Linked DNA regions of Sus scrofa: region 2 is linked to region 1. A link is a contact called in public HiChIP or PLAC-seq data. All regions are on one chromosome and are shown on one strand. The core of a region is the stretch at or near the end of the contact, and the rest is flanking DNA. Distances in the headings are between cores, read along the strand shown. Region 1 has its middle 660 kb from the start of SOX6. Region 2 has its middle 610 kb from the start of INSC.

What was found. HiChIP or PLAC-seq counts read pairs in DNA pulled down with a chosen protein or histone mark.
Region 2: a contact with region 1 is called in an H3K27ac HiChIP or PLAC-seq map of skeletal muscle, with 7 times the contacts expected there. The contact joins two enhancer-like sites. A contact is called at or near these places in 5 of 47 Hi-C or Micro-C datasets (embryonic fibroblasts, fetal skeletal muscle, mesenchymal stem cells and 1 more) and 1 of 2 datasets of contacts at active chromatin or transcription factors (skeletal muscle).

What each region holds. Positions count from the first base shown.
Region 1 is chr2:43,101,831-43,104,530 of Sscrofa11.1, reverse strand. No RefSeq gene overlaps it. Among named protein-coding and RNA genes, the nearest start is that of SOX6, 660 kb to the right of the region's middle. Within about 2 kb of position 1,405, at least 3 of the 83 cell types and tissues checked have an H3K27ac peak or open chromatin away from gene starts, as enhancers often do. A contact at or near this core is called in skeletal muscle, where this site is marked.
Region 2 is chr2:43,400,025-43,402,724 of Sscrofa11.1, reverse strand. No RefSeq gene overlaps it. Among named protein-coding and RNA genes, the nearest start is that of INSC, 610 kb to the left of the region's middle. Within about 2 kb of position 1,289, at least 53 of the 83 cell types and tissues checked have an H3K27ac peak or open chromatin away from gene starts, as enhancers often do. A contact at or near this core is called in skeletal muscle, where this site is marked.

The DNA of each region.
Region 1 (2,700 bases), core at 156-2,655:
AGCTCCCATTGTGGCTAAGTTGTAACAAACCACACTAGTATCCATAAGGTTGCAGGTTTGATCCCTGGTCCTGCTCAGAGGGTTAAAACTCTAGTGTTGCTGTGAGCTGCGGTATGGGTCACAGATGCATTGGCTCGGATCTGGCGTTGCTGTGGCTGTGGCATAGGCTGGCAGCTGCAGCTTTGATTCGACCCTAGCCTGGGAACTTCCATATGCCACAGGTGTGGCCCTAAATTTGGGGAAAAAAAAAAAAAGACAGTTATTATCGGATTTAGAGCACACCCTAATCCAGGAAGATCTCATCTCAAGATCCTTAACTTAATCTAATGTGCAGAGACTCTTTTCTCAAAAAAGATTGCCCTCGCAGGTTCCAGATGGACATAACATTGGGCTCCACTATTTTCTGCACAATTAACACTGTGCAGGGTACAAAGAGGCATCAGAGAGGGGAGTGGTTTCTGTCTTTAGGAGGCGGGACCACAGAGAAGGGGGTGATGGAGCCCTTCCTCCAAGAGGAGCACAGGCATCTGAAGGAGCAAAGGGAGCAAAGGCTTTGCAGGAAGCAGGAGGCACTGAGGCAAAGGAAAAATGAGGAGCAGCCACCCTCAAAGAACAAGGAGTGTGGAGTGGCTGGGACATGGAGCCAGAGCGACACAGAGGAGGCTGGAGAAGGTGGTGGGATTTGACCTTAATGGGGCTGAAGAGCCTTGCAAAAAAGCCTGGGCTTGATCTTACAGGCAACACGAAACCACTGAAGAGGGAACCAGTTTGTTCTGTGTTGGCCAGGCCTCAGCTCTCCTCAGACGTTCTTTTCTTAGGGATTTTATGCATTTCCTTTGCCACCTTGGAGAATAATAGGTGGTGAGCCACTCGAGGGCAAGATTCACATTTGACTGACCTCGGTTTCTAGCACGATGCCCATGTGTCACATCTAGGACATACTCGGAAAACGTGTCCTGTTTAATAAATGAGCTGAAACGAACTGCAAAGGGATGGCCAGAGCAGGTGGCCTCCACCCTTCGCCCATCAGAGGCAGCGTGGGAATCAAATACAGAACTCGTGTTTATGAGACGCTGTCCAAATCGCAGTTCTGCCACTTAGGAGCTGCGGGACCTCAAGTAACCCCTTCGCTTACTGGTTCTCGGTCTGCTCCTCTGAATGATGGAAATAATCGGCTGTGCCATAAACACCGCAGGTTAACGTCTGGACCTCAGGCGTGTGTGGCCTGCCCCAGGCCGCCTCCAATAAACAGGAGTTGGATCTGAAGAGGCTAAAGTGCTCAAGGAGCGGGGGCCCTCAGCCGGCTTGGCTTCTGTAGCTGCTTCAGCAGCTCGGAGGCCAGAGGCTCGGTGGCCCGCCAATGACGCATCTGGCAGGCAGGCAGCCTCTGGCTGTGGCGGTGTCGAGGATGATGCTTCCGTGACAAGTCATGGAGCCCTCTCTTCAGCTGCTCACACCAGCTCTTTGGCTCTGTGGTTGTCGCTCTGACGGAACCAGGAGTTTCTCAGTTTCAAAGCCAGAGGGCGGACTCCAGAAAGGCCAAAGTGCCACCCTGCCCCCACACAAAGCAAGGGAGGCCTTTCTCCCTGACTTGGGTCCACACAGCCCGTCTCCCTCCTGGCTGCACAGGCTGCCTGGGAGGCCCAGGGATGGAGCGTCCTCGGCGCCCTGTGCTCCTGTGTCCTCTTCTAGGGTGTGGTCCTGGCTCTGCTCATGCTGTCCCTCTGTCAACGAGGGACACCCACAGTGGCTCTCTGACCACGCCCCCCCCCAACTCCCGTGCCATTCGAGTGCCAGGTGAATGCCGCTCTGTTCCACTGCTGTGGAGCTGCAGCTCCAAGGGAAGCTGGGACCAGCAGAACGTGTCCCTGGAGGATTTGGATCTGGGACACTGAGTGCACGGGCCAGGGAATCCGGCTGCAGGGCTCTAGCATCCTCGCACTGGAGCTCATGCCAGAGCCACACGCGTGCCCCAGAGGTGTGCACAAATGGTCCCACGGGGAGGACAAGGAGGTGCAAGCAGTAGTTGCAAGTAAGAGGAAGCGACTGCAGAGGGGCTGCTGGATTGTGCCTCCTCCATGCCCACCAGCCCAGCTGTCCCTCCTTGTATGGGAACTAGATCGACTGGGTTTTGGTCTCTTCCAACCTGGAAAGCCCTGCCACAGATCTGATTCCCCTCCTGTCTCAACCTGACTTCACCTAAAAGGACCAGCTCAGGTTTTTCTTTCCTGAAGCCTGTGCTTGGCATTGTGCGCTCACCACCGAGCCAGGAGGATGACAGGCAACACGTACTGTGCCTCCTAAGCACCTGGCAAGTGTTGTGGCTTCAAACCTTTGCAGCGGTGCTTTGAGGAAGTGCTATTTTAGTGCACTTTTCAGATGAAGGACTCAAGGTACACACGGAGGTGTTAAGTGATGGTTCCCAGGTGACCTATCATTAGCTGGAAGGGTTGGCCTTTGGTTGCAGAGTCCACACTCATAGTCCCAGGCCATACTGCTAGGACACAGAGGTCAGTAAGACTAGTTTCTGCCCCAGAGCCCAGTGATGAGTTGACAGAACAGGAGATACTTTGTAACCATAGAGATAAGCAGATAAGAGAGGGATGTTGCAAGCGCCATGGGTCACAACAGAGGGAGTCACCAGAAGCCTGGGACAGAGGTCTTCCCTAATGGGTGGCCACCAAGCTGGACACTAAAGGA
Region 2 (2,700 bases), core at 40-2,539, 300 kb before region 1:
ACACCCATGGCATATGGAAGTTCCCTGGCTAGAGGTCAAATTGGAGCTACAGCTGCCAGACTATGCCACAGCCACAGCCACAACACCACCAGATCTGAGCCACATCTGCGACCTACACCACAGCTCACAGCAACGCCGGATCTTGAACCCACTGAGCGAGGCCAGGGATCGAACCTGCGTCTTCATGGACACTAGTCAGGCTTGTTACCGCTGAGCCTCAGTAGGAACTTCCCTACTTCTACTGATTTAAAAAGAATGTTCACAGAAGTACCATGACCTGTCTAAGATGACACAGCCAGTAAGGCCATACTAGAGGTCAGGATGAATGCCCTAAAAGAGGGTGACATAAGAGATCCTGGTGGCATAGGGAAGGCTGAGGGGCATGCCTGACTCAGAATGAGGTTAGACTGTCACGACAGGTGAAGTTCTAACCCTCTGGAAGCTAGAAACAGGGACAGCGGCCATTCTTTGGAAGACCCACAATTGGTTCACTTTGACTGATCAGAAATAGCCCTCCAAATCCAGAGGCAGGATTTTCAGACCTTCTAAAGGGAGCTGTGGTCAGATGGGGTACAAGGGGCTTTTCCTAGTACTCCTGTTTCCCCTAGTGCCCATAACAGTGCAAGCCAGAGAACCGGGGCTTCAGATGGCCCAGCTAAGTTGCTCTCACACAACTGCAAAAGGATACTCAGAACAAAAGGAACAGGGTGTGATGGGAGGGTCCAGTCAGAGGGACCTGAACACTGTTCTCTGCCATCCTCAGTCCTGGGCAGCCCTGCCTATCGGCACCTCCCCTTCAGAGGCCTGTATGCCCTGCCCTGCAGTTCCCAGATTCGGACAGTAGGTGGCAGTGGGTCGTGAGAAATCTCTGTAGTCGCCTTCTGGGGCTTTGGAGACCCAGCCAGGAGAAAAACGTGGCTGGGCTTCGGCCGCGCTGGTGAGAAACGCCCCCGGGGTGGGGCGAGGGGGCTGTCCCGGGACCCTGCGGCTCCGCTCCGCTCCGGCCGAGGTCAGCGAGGACCTGGGAGGCAGCGCCCTGAGCAGGACATGGCGGGCTCCTCGGGGCTCCCGGTGCGCCGAAGCGGCTGTGCTGCCACGGGGAGCCCTTGGGGACCTTTACCCCTGGCGAAGGCCTTGCCCATTACCTTCTTAGCCAGAATGTGTGGCTGGCGTGGGAATTCATTTCCTACGCAAATAACTTTTTTTTTTTTAACTGAAGAAACTGCCATTCACAGAGGTTAAGAGATTTGGCCGTGGCCACAGAGCCGGCTGTGTCTGTGCAGAATTACAACCCAGTTCGGTCTGATGAGTAGGTGCGGGGTCCCCTTGTAAGAAGCGCCTGGGTCTAATCTGGAGTGGCTTCTCTCTGGTCTGCGTTTCAGACTCGTGGCTCAGCTCCGGTGTGGCCCTGGGCTAGTTTTGCCTCCACTCCGACGCGATGTTTAGCGAGGGAAGTAGCTGCGATGGCCTCTGGGTGGCCTTCGAGGGCCCTAATTCGCTCCCCAAGCCCGAAAGGTACAGCCTCCCCCTGCCCAGCATCCGGACCCTAACAGAGCTGGCCCGCCTGTCTGCCTCCTCTAATAAGTAATACTGGGTCTCATCCCCTCTCACAACCTCTGACATTTTAAAGCACTTTTACACTTGAGAATTCGTTAGATCTTTACAATCACCCTGCGAGGCAGGCAGAAAAGGGGTGTTTACTTTTACAAAAGGGAAAAACCGTGCCTTCAGAGAGGTGATTTGCCAGTCAGTGAGTAGCTGAGCCCGGTCTTGAACCCTAGGTCTTACCAGCTGCCTCCCTCAACCGGGAGGGAGTAGAAGTGCTGGTGCGAGAACTCTCCTGCGGCGAAGGCCGCTTCCGCGCCTGCCTCTTCCACTCCCGACAGCGGCGGGCGGGGAGCAGCGGACAAATTAATTCACGCAATCTTTACATTATGTATAATGCTGCATGATTTTATTTTGCTTCATTCCCGAAATCTTTTACAGTAATTAGTAGCCGAGTAAAATATAAAAATTAATGCAATATAACACTTTAATGGTAATAATACACCATCCTGTCTAATTAATAAAATCTGTTGTTTCCAAGCACGATTATTTATTTGACAAATTGATAGCACACATCCTGTTCATACCCTCTTTTCTGGCTCCTATCCTTTCAGTTTATTGAATAAAATTGTAGCAGGAAAATAAACAGATTGTCTTCTGACCTGACAAGCAAGTGAGAAATAAACCCCTCACTCATACATCTCTAATTGTTCTCAACAATATTCTCCAACACATGTCCAAGTCTGTTAGAAATGAATCTCAATTTCTCCTTCCTTTTTTTTTTTTTTTAAATAATTGTATCTCCTTATTATAGAGGAAAGAGACCTAACTACCCTTTTTCTCGGGCAGTCTGGGGAGATGAATTTTGTGACTGTTTAGAGATTCTGATGGCTCGCTGATGGAGCTATTGCTCTGCTCTGCAGAGAGGCAGTCCCGGGCTGCTCTGAGCTACTGCTATGGAGGAAAGCTGAACCCACCTCCGAGGCAGGGAGGAGGCAGACGGGAGGATTGTCATCAGGAGTTAGGAAAACAAAACCTAGAAAAGGGTTAGGGCAGAATACTCAGCCCTGGCAATATTTATGGCTAAGGGGTGAGAAACAACGTCCAGTGTTGTTGCGTGTGGAACTTGGGATGAAACACTGATCTAATTACAAA